Linked DNA regions of Sus scrofa: region 2 is linked to region 1. The links are chromatin contacts, called in public Hi-C maps. All regions are on one chromosome and are shown on one strand. Each heading gives the region's core, a stretch centred on a gene start, on an enhancer-like site or on the middle of the called end of the contact. The rest is flanking DNA. Distances are from core to core; before and after follow the strand shown.

Region 1 (5,825 bases), core at 2,496-4,995:
GTTTTTTAGGGATCCTCCATACTGTTTTCCATAGTGGTTGTACCAGTTTACATTCCCACCAACAGCACAGGAGGAGTCCCTTTTTCTCCACACTGTCTTTAGTGTTTGTTATTTGTAGACATTTTGATAATGGCCAGTCTGACTGGTGTGAGGTGATACCTCATTGTAGTTTTGATTTGCATTTCTCTACTAATTAGTGATATTGAGCATCTTTTCATGTGGCTGTTGGTTATCTGCATGTCTTCTCTGGAGAAAGGTCTATTTAGATCTTCTGCTTATTTTTAATTTTTACTTTTTGTCTTTTTTGGGCCACACCTGTGGCATATGGAGGTTCCAAGGTTAGGGGTCAAATCGGAACTGCATCTGTCAGCCTACACCACAGCCACCACCACGAGGGATCTGAGCCTCATCTACAACCAATACCACAGCTCACGGCAACTCTGGATCCTTAACGCACTGAGCAACCATTTTGTTTATGGTTTCCTTTGCTGTTAACAATCTCCCAAGAATGAACCAGGAAGAAATAGATATAGAAAATATGAACAGACTAATTATAAGTACTGAAATTTAGTCTGTGATTTAAAAACTCTCATCAAACATAAGTCCAGGACCAGATGGCTTCACAGGTGAATTCTACCAAACATTTGGAGAAATTGAAACTCTGAAACTATTTCAAAAAATTTCAAAAGAAGGAATACTTCTAAGCTCATTCTATGAGGCCACCATAACTTTTATACAAAAACAAAAGATATCACAAACATAAAAATAAAATTAAAGGCCAGTATCACTGAACATAGACACAAATTCTGAATAAAATACTAATAAACTGAATCCAACATACATTAAAAGGATCATACACCATGATCAAGTGTGGTTTATCCCAGGGATGCAAGGATTTTTCAATAATCACAAATCAGCCTGACACACCACATTAACAAATTGTAGAATAAAAACCATGTGATCCTCTCAATAGATGCAGAAAAAGCTTTTGATAAAATTCAACATCCATTTATGATAAAAACTCTCCAGAAAGTGGTTGTAGAGGGAACATACCTCAACATAATGCAGGCCATATATGACAAACCCATAGCTAACATTATACTCGATGGTGAACAGCTAAAATATTTCTGCTAAGATCAGAAACAAGACAAGAATGTCCACATTCACCACTTTATTTTTTTTTCTTTTTAGGGCCACACCTGCAGCATATAGAAGTTCCTATGCTAGGGGTCAAATTGGAGCTGCAGCTGCTGGTCACAGCAACACGGGATCCAAGCCGTGTCTGCAACCTATACTACAGCTCATGTCAACACCAGATCCTTAACCCACTGATTGAGGCCAGGGATCAAACTTGCATCCTCATGGATACTAGTTGGGTTTGTAACCTGCCGAGCCACAGCAGGAACTCCCCACGCTCACCACTTTTATTCAATGTAGTTTTGAAGTCCTAGCCTCAGTAATCAGAAAAGAAAAAGAAATAAAAGGATTCCAAATTGGAAAAGAAGATGTAAAATTTTCACTGTTTGCAGATGACATAATATTATACATAGAAAATCTTAAAGACATACCAGAAAACTACTAGAGCTTATCATGAAATCAGTAAAGTTGCAAGGTACAAAATTAATACACAGAAATCTGTTGCATTTTAGACATTACCAACAAAAGATCAGAATAAGAAATTAAGGAAACAATCCCATTTTCCATCACATCAAAAACTAAAATACCCAGAAATAAATCTACCTAAAGAAGAAAAAGATCTGTGCTCTGAAGTATAAGATTCTGGTGAAAGAATTCAAAGATGACACAAACAGATGCAAAGATATACTATGTTCTTAGACTTAAAGAATCAATGTTGTCAAACTGACTATACTATGGGAGGCAATCAACAGATTCAACACAATCGCTATAAAATTACCAAGGGCACTTTTCAAAGAACTAGAACCAAAAATTTTAAAACTTGTGTGGAAACAGAAAAGACTCCAAATAGCCGAAGTAATCTTGAAAGAGAAAAATGGAGCTGGAGGAATTGGGCTCCCTGACTTCGGACTCTACAACAAAGCTACACTTACCAAAACAGTAAGATACTGACACAAAAACAGAAATATAGATCCATGGAACAGGATAGACTTTGAGAGGAGGAAGACATAGAAGTGGGCAAGGGCAACTGAGTTGTGACTGATGCTTGGGGAGGAGTATGGTGTGAAAATGAAGATAGGCACTTTGTGGCCTATTGTGGTGTACTTCAGAACAATCGAAAGTTCAGGTCAGGTGATGGGGTTAGGGAAGGAAATGGGCAGCATGAAACTTGTTTGGAGTTTCAGAAATAGAAAGCAAGGATCTGAAAAGATGATGTGTCTCAATCTCTCTATTAGATCTTTTGCTCTGTAATTGAGAGAGAAGATTAACAGGCAGTGGAAGAAATTCTGCAGTAGTTTCCATTGTGGCACAGCAGAAACAAACCTGACTAGTATCCATGAAGATGCAGGTTTGATCCCTGGCCTTGCTCACTGGGTTAAGGATCCGGTGCTGCTGTGAGCTGTGGTGTAGGTCGCAGATGCGGCTTGAATCCCAAGTTGCTGTGCCTGAGGCACAGGCTGGCAGCTCCAGCTCTGATTGGATCCCTAGCCTGGGAACTTCCATATGCCATGGGTATGGCCCTAAAAAGCAAAAAAAAAAAAAAAAAAAAAAAGAAAGAAAAAGAGAGAGAGGAAGCAGAAATTTTGGAAACTACACAATTTTGAGCAGCTATGGTGCTTCCCACCTCTGATCTTGACTTTCCTCATCTCCATGGTCTTCTGAGCATGAGCTAGGCTTCTCCACACCCCCTCCTCCCCAGGCTCTTGCCTACCTCCCTTTTGGTCCTAGTGCCCCATGGCCCCTTTCTTGGGCAGAGGAAGTATTTGGCTCCTTCTACTATTTTCCTGAATGACCCATAAGGTATAAACTTCATGGCTGCTCCCCTGACAACCCATTTTGTAAGTTATTAAACAAACTGCACTGAATATTGACTTTTTCTTTTTTGTTCTGTCGACTTAACTTTCTTACTGACTAGCGGGGAGATGAAAAATATGGCGAAAAAGATGTTTTTCTTCTCAAAATGAAGATAATTTTCTTCACTTACTCAAAGGTCACACAAAATATGTGCTACCTGGTTTTCTGATTCTTTTTTTTTTTTTTTTTTTGCTATTTCTTGGGCCGCTTCCACAGCATATGGAGATTCCCAGGCTAGGGGTCCAATCGGAGCCATAGCCACCAGTCTACGCCAGAGCCACAGCAACGCGGGATCCGAGCCGCGTCTGCAACCTACACCACAGCTCACGGCAAGCCGGAGCGTTAACTCACGGAGCAAGGGCAGGGGCCGAACCCGCAACCTCATGGTTCCTAGTCGGATTCATTAACCACTGTGCCACTATGGGAACTCCTGGCTTTCTGATTCTAAATCTCAAATCCCTTGGTGACTCATGCTAATTGATTAAGATATTAATACATGATAGAGCATTAAAAAATAAATACACTAATTTCTTTTTGCCTTTCAATTTTTTATTATTAGAGAGTATATGACCATAATAGAACAGAGCTGTTTATATATTTAAAATATAGGTTTAATGTGTTATAAAATCCAGGAGTCTACTTTTGGGTAGAATGATCTGTCAGGCAAAGAATGTCTTACTTTAATTTAGCATTTGGAGCGCAGGGCTGGTGAAAGTTTGCCTCCGCCCCAACCATTTCGCTCCTCACGCTGTAAGGAGGAAAACGGCCACCAGATGGCAGTCAAGCACCACCCATCAATGTAACAACATGTGTCTGAGTCCAGCTTAGAGAATGATGATGAAGCAACTGATTTTGCTGAAAAACAAATGTGTTTAATTTTAAGAACTTCCCCCCTCATACGTAGATGAAGTATAATGACAAGCCCCATTATTAAAATACATATAAACTAAGAAAAAATGCAAAACAGAAGAGATATGATTAAGTAGTTGTTATATATCTTTGACCAGATGCTTAATACATATAAACAGTGCCCAGAGGTCTATCAGAAAACTGTCCAGAACCTCTGTGCAAAAGGGAAAACAGCAGGGTTACTGAGCTGTCAACATTCACCTCTACCTGGCATTTCTCTGGAGAGACCTCCTTTTCAACTTTGCAAACGCCTCCAAAAATATGGAAAATGATAAACATGAGACTGTGTTACCTTTCTAATAAGTTCAAATTTTAATTCCCAAAGTTAACTTTTTATAAATAGTTATAAGATAGCATTTGAACATTTTCAAGAAAAAATTGGTGGTTTTTATAGGCAGTTAAAACCTTTTAGGAAGCTCAGAGGTAACAAGACCGACCAGTATCTATGAGGATTTGGGTTTGATCCCTGGCCCTACTCAGTGGGTTAAAGGATCAGGCCTTGCCCTGAGCAGTGGTGTAGGTCACAGATACGGCTTGGATCCTGTGTTGCTGTGGCTGTGGTGTAGGCTGGCAGCTGTAGCTTCGATTCAACCCCTAGTCTGGGAAATGTGCGGCCCTAAAAAGCAACCAAAGCAAAACAAACAAACCAAAACCTAAACCTTTTAGATCTACTGTCACAGAAGATACCTAACATGGTCATTGTAAAGTATAACAAAAATATTATCCTTATTGATATAAATTGATGTAGCTTACTGTTACTTTTCCTTTCTCTTTTAGGTAGAGACTGCATGGTTTTATTTAGTTACTGACATCTTTTTGGTTTATGTTTTTATTGTGTAAATTAAAAATATACAAAAGAAGAGTGAATAATATAATTCATCTTCTAACTTCAGTAATTACCAACATTCTGCTTTATTGTTTCATCTGTACCTTCCGATTTTTATTTTTCCAAAGTATCTGAAGTGTTTAAAAGCAAACCCAAGAGGTCATGTCATCTCACTTGTAAACACTCGTTTACAATAAGTGAAAACTTAAAAGAAAAACACGAATTACACAATCACAATACCATTATCCCATTAGTGGAGCCCTTAATAGGTAACTGAGTTTTTGGGTTTTTTAAAATGATTTTTATTTTTTCCAGTATAGCTGGTTTCCAGTGTACTGTCAATTTTCTGATGAAAGCTTCAGATCAAGCCACAGAGTTCAGCTAAGACCAGAAGAGGAATGCAATTGCCTTTGTACAGCAAAGTGACCCAGTCACATATACATATATACGTTCTGGTAACTGTATTTTAAAGCTCAATCAGGCAGAACCACATCCTAAATGAAATAATTTCTAAGTCTTGATGGCTTAAAATGAGGATATGCTAAAAAAAGTTGAATAAATATTAATTTTTAAAAATAGGTAGAACTATTTTTAAGATGAAATGCATTTAGTATATTGTACAGAGAGTGAGTACATCTTATTATTTAATTAAGCTACAAAATCTCATGTGTGAGTCATTGGACAAATGCAAAGCAAATACATTTATGGAGACAGCCAAAATTTTATTCATTGTGAATTTACGTCTGTATATTTACATGTGTCTATAAAGTGTTGTATACTTTTTTTTTTTTTTTTTTTTGCTTTTTAGGGCCTCACTCTCAACATATGGAGGTTCCCAGGCTAGGGGTTGTCTTGGAGCTACAGCTGCCGGCCTACACCACAGCCACAGTAATGCTAGATCCGAGCCGAGTCTGTGACCTACACCACAGCTCATGGCAACGCCGGATCCTTACCCCACTGAGCGAGGCTAGGGATCAAACTCGAAACCTCATGGTTCCTAGTTGGATTCCTTTCCGCTGTGTCAGGAAAGAATCTCCAAGTGTTATATACTTTTATAAGTTAGATAAGTATGTTTCAATATGTTTATTTCTGTTTGGTT
Region 2 (6,297 bases), core at 2,589-5,088, 160 kb after region 1:
AAGTCAGTTGTTTTTTTTTGTTTTTGTTGTGGAGTTTTATCAGTTCTTTATACATTCTGGATATTAATCTCTTATCAGATGTATGATTTGAAAATTTTTTTCTCCCATTTTGTGGGTTGCTGTTCACTATGTTGATTGTGCTCTTTGATAAACAGAAGTTTTAAATTTTTGATGTAGTTCAATTTATCTATTTTTTTCTTTTATTGCTTATGCTTTTGGTGTCATATCCAAGAAATCACTGGCAAATCCAATATCATGAGGTTTTCTTTCTGTTTTCTTCTAACAGTTTTAGCTCTCCTTCAGGTCTTTCATACATTTTGAGTTAGTTTTTGTATATGGTGTAAGATAAGGATGCAACTTCATTATTTTGCTTGTGGATATCTAGTCTTCCCCACATTATTTGTTGAAAACACTATCCACTTTCCATTGAATGGCCTTGACATTCATATTGAAAATCATTTGATCATATATATGAGGTTTTATTCTGGATCTCTAGTCTATCCTACTAGTCTAAATGTCTGTATTTATGCAAGCACTGTTTTGATTACTGTAGCTTTGGAGTAAGCATAAGATCTTCAACTATGTTCTTTTTCGAGATTGTTTGGCACTTTGGGGTTCTTTGAAATTCTATGCACCTTAGGATGGATTTTTCTACACAAAAAACAGCATTGGGATTTTGAGAAATTTTACTTTTGAAAATTCAAGCTATCATGGTTATTGCTAGAAGCAAGCTTTAATATGAAAAATATCATATGCTTATGATGTTTTAATAGAAGGTTTATTTTGGATAATAGTCAGTCTGAAGTGCAAGAAAGGAGTAATCTTAATACATAAGTTGTATAGAGACACTGAGGCCACTATTAACCATATAGTTGTGAAGAGAAATTCCTCCAGAGAAACCAAAAAACTCATTTTTAGCCCCAACAGCCCTTTAAACTAACTTCATCTGAATTTTCTCCTTGTATACTGTTGTGTTACTAATCATGTTAACTTTGCTTTCCAATATTGAGGAGGAAAAAACTGAGTTTAGTTTCCAGAGTAATAGCTAATACCATCATAAATTGCATGGCTTTTTTTCTTCCAATACATTTATAACATTCCATTTTAGCAAACTCGGGTAAAGAGCATGAAATTTAAAGACAGGTTATTTCCTTTTATAACATTCTGGTGGAATGTACTGTTTTGCTTTATTCTGTTTACATATTTTATTTTTTGAATAAACTGAAGAAGAACAAAATGACTCCTAAATTGTAGACAAGAATGTCAGATGAAGGAGCAGAAGTTGACAAAATGTAATTGTTTAGATCTTTTAAACAAGGCTACATAGTTAAGGTTGTTTTGAGACTTTTAGTGCCAGTTTATGCCTCTCTGACTTTGTATCACTGAATTTTATTTTATTTTTTATTTCAACAAATATTTACTGAATGCCTATCCTGTGGGCAGGCACTCTTTTGGTAGACACTGAAGACACAGTCCTTGTCTGCAAAGCAGCTCACAGCCTAAGAAAGAAATAGGCGAGTAAACTAATAAATTACCTTACTTAAATAGTACTTAACATTGAGTTCTGAGCGTGGGAGGGCACTTAGGGAAGATCACTGTGTTGGTCTTCCAGGGTCCTCTTTTCTAGGGTTCCTTAGCTCAATGCAGCGATAGACCATATTCAAGTGGTTAAACAAATAATACAAAGAAGTGATAATGTTTAGAAACTGTGATATTCTGGTTCTTCACAGCATAGAAATAGATACAGTCTTTCCTCAAAATGCACCTCTCATTTAAAGTCAACAGCTCTTGGCAGGAAATAGCTTGTCAGAGGTGTGTAGTTAGGGGCAAGCTTCTCAAACTTCCCACCTGGCTGTGTTCCCTCCCAACCTATGTGAGGGGACACCATGCTGGGCATCAAGGTGGCATCATCCAAGAATCTCCACCTCAAGCAAATATTTCTAGGTCTGGGGTTTTGACCTAAACATCTAAGTAAATATTAATATTGTATTGATGTTTTGAAAGAGTTTTCAACTACTTACCATCCACCCCAAGTCTTTAAGTAATCTTGGTGCTTCAAGAGGATGGACCACTTGAACTTGAAGCTCCATGGCTCCTTTTGCTGCCCCTGTCCTCCCAAAGTTAGACACAAGTATCCATTTTAGAAGTGTGGAAAAGCTATGTCTCATGGGCATAAGAACTAAGCATTCTTTCCCACTCATTCGGGGGTTTTCGCAAAGATTAAAATATCCCACAGGTTTTAAAAATAGTTAAAATTGTCACAGGCATATTCACCAATAATGGCATTTTGCCTTTAAAGAAAACTAAGTTTTGGAATGCAAGGAAATTCAGTTCCTGAGTAACATAAGTCCACCATGGCTGTCCTGCTAGATGCAGGGCCATTTTGAAATATCCATTCTTTCCACTCAGACTCTGCCCTAGGATTTCAAACTCGTCCCATTTGCCTGGGAATGTCCCATTTTGCCAGACTCCAACTGTGGGGCACTCTGTTCTTCTCGGTTCCTGGCAAACTGTGACAACTGGTCCCCCTCCTTTGCACATGAGTAGCAAATAAGTACAACAGTTTCCAGGAACCCTCCTGGTTTATGCTGCTGGTCTGAAGTGACCATGATGCCTTGGTGAAGAAGGATCAGTGGAACTGATGACACAGAAGAGGAGAAAATTCTGGAGCAAGCAAGTTCCTGGGAAATGGAAGACCCTTGGGGTGCTTTAAAGTACCATAGTGGGCATTTTAAGTGCTTCTGGTGCAGAACTGTCCTATCTGTTCTAAAGCAGTGGTTTCTTTTAAATCACAATTCTTATGTTGCACCATCAGACCTGCTAATTTAGAGTTTGTACATTTTTCACATAGCAGATGAAGGATCTTCCCACCACACAAGTTGGACCATGTCACAATGATGCTGCTTAAAAATTTCAAGGCTTCTTGGAGTTCCTGTTGTGGCACAGCAGAAACGAATCCGACTAGGAACCATGAGGTTGCGGGTTCGATCCTTAGGATTGCTTGCTCAGGGGTTAAGGATCTGGCATTGCCATGAGCTGTGCTGTAGGTCGCAGATGTGGCTTGGATCCGGCGTTGCAGTGGCTCTGGCATAGGCCAGAAGCTATAGCTCTGATTACACTTCCAGCCTGGGAACCTCCATGTGCCGCAGGTGTGGCCCTAAAAAGACAAAAAACAAAAAAAAAAAGTTCAAGGCTTCTTGCTGTTAAATGTGTTAAATGTGTTAAAATGTAAACTCACTGCCTGGTTTAAGGCTATTCATGAGTCACCCGTTGTTTATCACACCAGCCTCATGTTGCCCCAGCCCCTGCCTCTGAATCTATTTGGTTTGGCCTTTGCCTACAGCTTTCCCCTGGCCCAGAACACGATGACCCTACATCCTCCCCTTTTTCTCTGGCTCAAGTACTTATTGCGAGATCTTGGGTAACTTTCTCCAGGAAGCCTCCTCCAGCAGTCAAATCAAGTATTCTTCTGGATGAAGTTCTTAGCCCGCTGTATCTCCTCCAGCATAAGGCTTTTCATGGTATAATGTAAATGACTTTCAATTGTTTGTCCTTGTCCCTCTAGATCTCAATGCCTCTGGATGCAATTCTATCTCCAGTACCAAACACAGTGCATTGCCCAAAGTCAAGGCACACAAATATTGATTGAATAGATGACTGAATTCAGCCCTCTTCTGATATATGCCACTTGTCCTGTGTCTCATTCTGTCCTCCCATCCCTACTGTCACAGCAAACTCCAGATACCCATCGTTGACTTTGAGAGTTTGGTCACACACTTGCCTGTTGGCCCAGAGCTTTGCAGAATGGCTCTCTGCTGCCCCCACACGTTTTGAATCAGCTCCTTAGGCAGCCAGTTGAGACAAGCCCTTGCTCCATGGAGTGCGTTTCAGTTCTGCAGGGACATCTTTCCTCCTGACCGCTGCCCGCCTCCCTTGGCACAAAGAGGGACCATGTGGGATGGGAGAGAAGGATGATACCCCTCTGTGTCTCTATACCCAATCTCCTGTTTATTCTCCTCCATCATCCAGACAAAATTAAATATTTTTATTGTCTCTTTTTCCTCTGACCTCCTTTTCTCCCTTTCTAGAGCCTTCTTTAAGGTATTCTTCCCTTAGGCTCCTTAACATCTACTTAAACATAGTGGTCTAGTTAGCAGCTCCTCAGCACACTAAGACTTTAAGTACTTGCCTATGATACAATTTCCATGTGAAAATAGGACAGGAACGTCCTTACATTTTGAATTTCATTCTTTTACACAAAAATTAACAAGACTCTCAAAACAGAGATGTTAACTGGTTTTCTCCTCAGAATATAGGATCTTATTTACATAGATTGAATCATATATTTAATGAAAAAAATTTATTGCGATCACATCTTCATTATTCCCTTCATTAAACAGATACCGCAATATGAATGATTGATTTAGTATATTAAGCCATTTTAAATAGCAGTAATTTAAGGGCAACATCTGTATTCTTTCTATGATTTTTATTATAGCAATTAAAAAACTTTTAGATAGTTCCTGATGAATAATGTGGTTCTAAATATATAATGCTCAGTGTGACAGAACCATAGCCTCTTTTTCTTTGGTAGTTAGTGTCTAAGGTAATTAAACTCAGCATGAAACGTGTGGTACCTGCAGCATATCACAATTAATACAGTTCAAGCATAAGCACATTTTTTTAGGGGGGAAAAATAGGTGTTTTACATCAAATGGAACAAAAGAAGCTGCTTCCCCTCTAAGAGAATGAGAAATATTTGGTTAAAAAGAAAGCTACCAATAACATTTACATATTTTTAAACCAGATGGCTTAAACTTTTATACTAAAATAGCTACCTATTTATGGTTGTAAAGCTCTTTGTTTACATTAGCAATGTTAAGGCCAATAAAAATGGACACACCTTGGACTCCAGATGTGAAGTGTGCCTTGCACAAGGGTGTAGGCAAAGGGGATAAACAGGGCCTGAACTACAGCCCAGAGCACTGGACAGCAAGCTGCGCTCTGACTCAGGGCTGTGTCTCCTGGGAGAAGCAGGCCCCTCTTTCTAAGCTGCATAGAGACAGTGTCTCTGTGCTTTGTCCTTTCACCCTGCATGAAAACACATGCCTTTCCATTAAATTATTGCCTGGCTTTAACTCTCTTGTTAATTCCAAACCACTGGTTTCTTCAAAATTGGTATTTCCCAATTTTGTCTTGAAACAAGCACATGTATATGTGGCAGAGACAAGAGGGAGAAAACCTGCAAATTCCAGTCCATTGACATTTCTACAAAACATTCATCTTTAGCAATTTGGGATTAGATGAATTTGGAGACCACGAAAAAGCAATAAAAGTGAGAAATCTCAAGAAAGACATAGTGGTCCTGTCTCAGGGCTAACAAGTTAGCCCCCTTGTTCATTTTACTTTTTTCTCTATCATTTCCTTTTCTTTTTTCATTTTTTAAAGTTTTATTGAAGTGTAGTCGATTTACAATGTCATAGCTTCTGCTGTACAACAAAGTGATTCAGGTGTACATGTACACACATTCACTCTGTTTCAAATCTTTTCCCACACAGATTATCCCAGAATACTGGGTAAGGTTCCCTGTATAGCCCCTCGTTTAGAATACCATGATCATGAGCCAGGTTTATGATTTAAAACCTAGAGTTAGCACCACATGGTGGAAAACTCTATTCCATTGTCACAGACTGAAACTGTTGCCAGTTTGTTTCAAGGCTACATGAAGTCAGGGTACTTCTTACCCACCTCAATTACCCAAAAAAAGTCCCGATGACAGAGCAACTAGTAAATGTTCATCCCATCTCAACTATAAAGTTCATCACTCCTCGTCTGTAGAAAAAGTTTCCAGATGTATTTGCGTTATGTGATGGGGTCCCGTCGTCAATATGATTGAAAGCCTATAAACACGTGGTTTTCTCAAGAGCTTCAACAAGGCGCTAATGTCTTGCCAAGAAACCAAAAGAACACCCCTGACCCAGCCAACCCGACTCATCTGATCAGCAGTCTAGATATTACAGGAATTCAATTTCACCTTCAGTGGGAACACATTAGATTGAGAAGTCCAGCCTAGGACCATGTGAGTTCCCAACCACCTGTTTCTGTGCAAAACGAATCACTTGATGGGAACTAGAATATCACTAATAAAAGTTGTTTCTGCTAATTACATGTGGGGTTATAACTGGAAGCGGGAAGAGTGGGGTTTTATTTTTAGCCAGGTTTGAACACGACATGACATTGAGGGCATACCTAGAAAACTTTAAGATTATCATTGACCTCAGGTGCACTGAAACTGGA

The links. Hi-C and Micro-C count contacts between places; a contact is called where the count stands out from the background.
Region 2: a Hi-C map of adipose tissue shows a contact between it and region 1, with 4 times the contacts expected there. The contact joins two enhancer-like sites. A contact is called at or near these places in 1 of 5 promoter capture datasets (liver), 26 of 47 Hi-C or Micro-C datasets (adipose tissue, alveolar macrophages, blood and 14 more) and 1 of 2 datasets of contacts at active chromatin or transcription factors (skeletal muscle).

The regions. Positions count from the first base shown.
Region 1 is chr1:90,393,121-90,398,945 of Sscrofa11.1, forward strand. No RefSeq gene overlaps it. Among named protein-coding and RNA genes, the nearest start is that of FILIP1, 31 kb to the right of the region's middle. Within about 2 kb of position 3,746, at least 4 of the 83 cell types and tissues checked have an H3K27ac peak or open chromatin away from gene starts, as enhancers often do. A contact at or near this core is called in adipose tissue, where this site is marked.
Region 2 is chr1:90,556,628-90,562,924 of Sscrofa11.1, forward strand. All of the region lies in intron 2 of FILIP1 (filamin-A-interacting protein 1), which reads left to right. Among named protein-coding and RNA genes, the nearest start is that of TMEM30A, 79 kb to the right of the region's middle. Within about 2 kb of position 3,839, at least 13 of the 83 cell types and tissues checked have an H3K27ac peak or open chromatin away from gene starts, as enhancers often do. A contact at or near this core is called in adipose tissue, where this site is marked.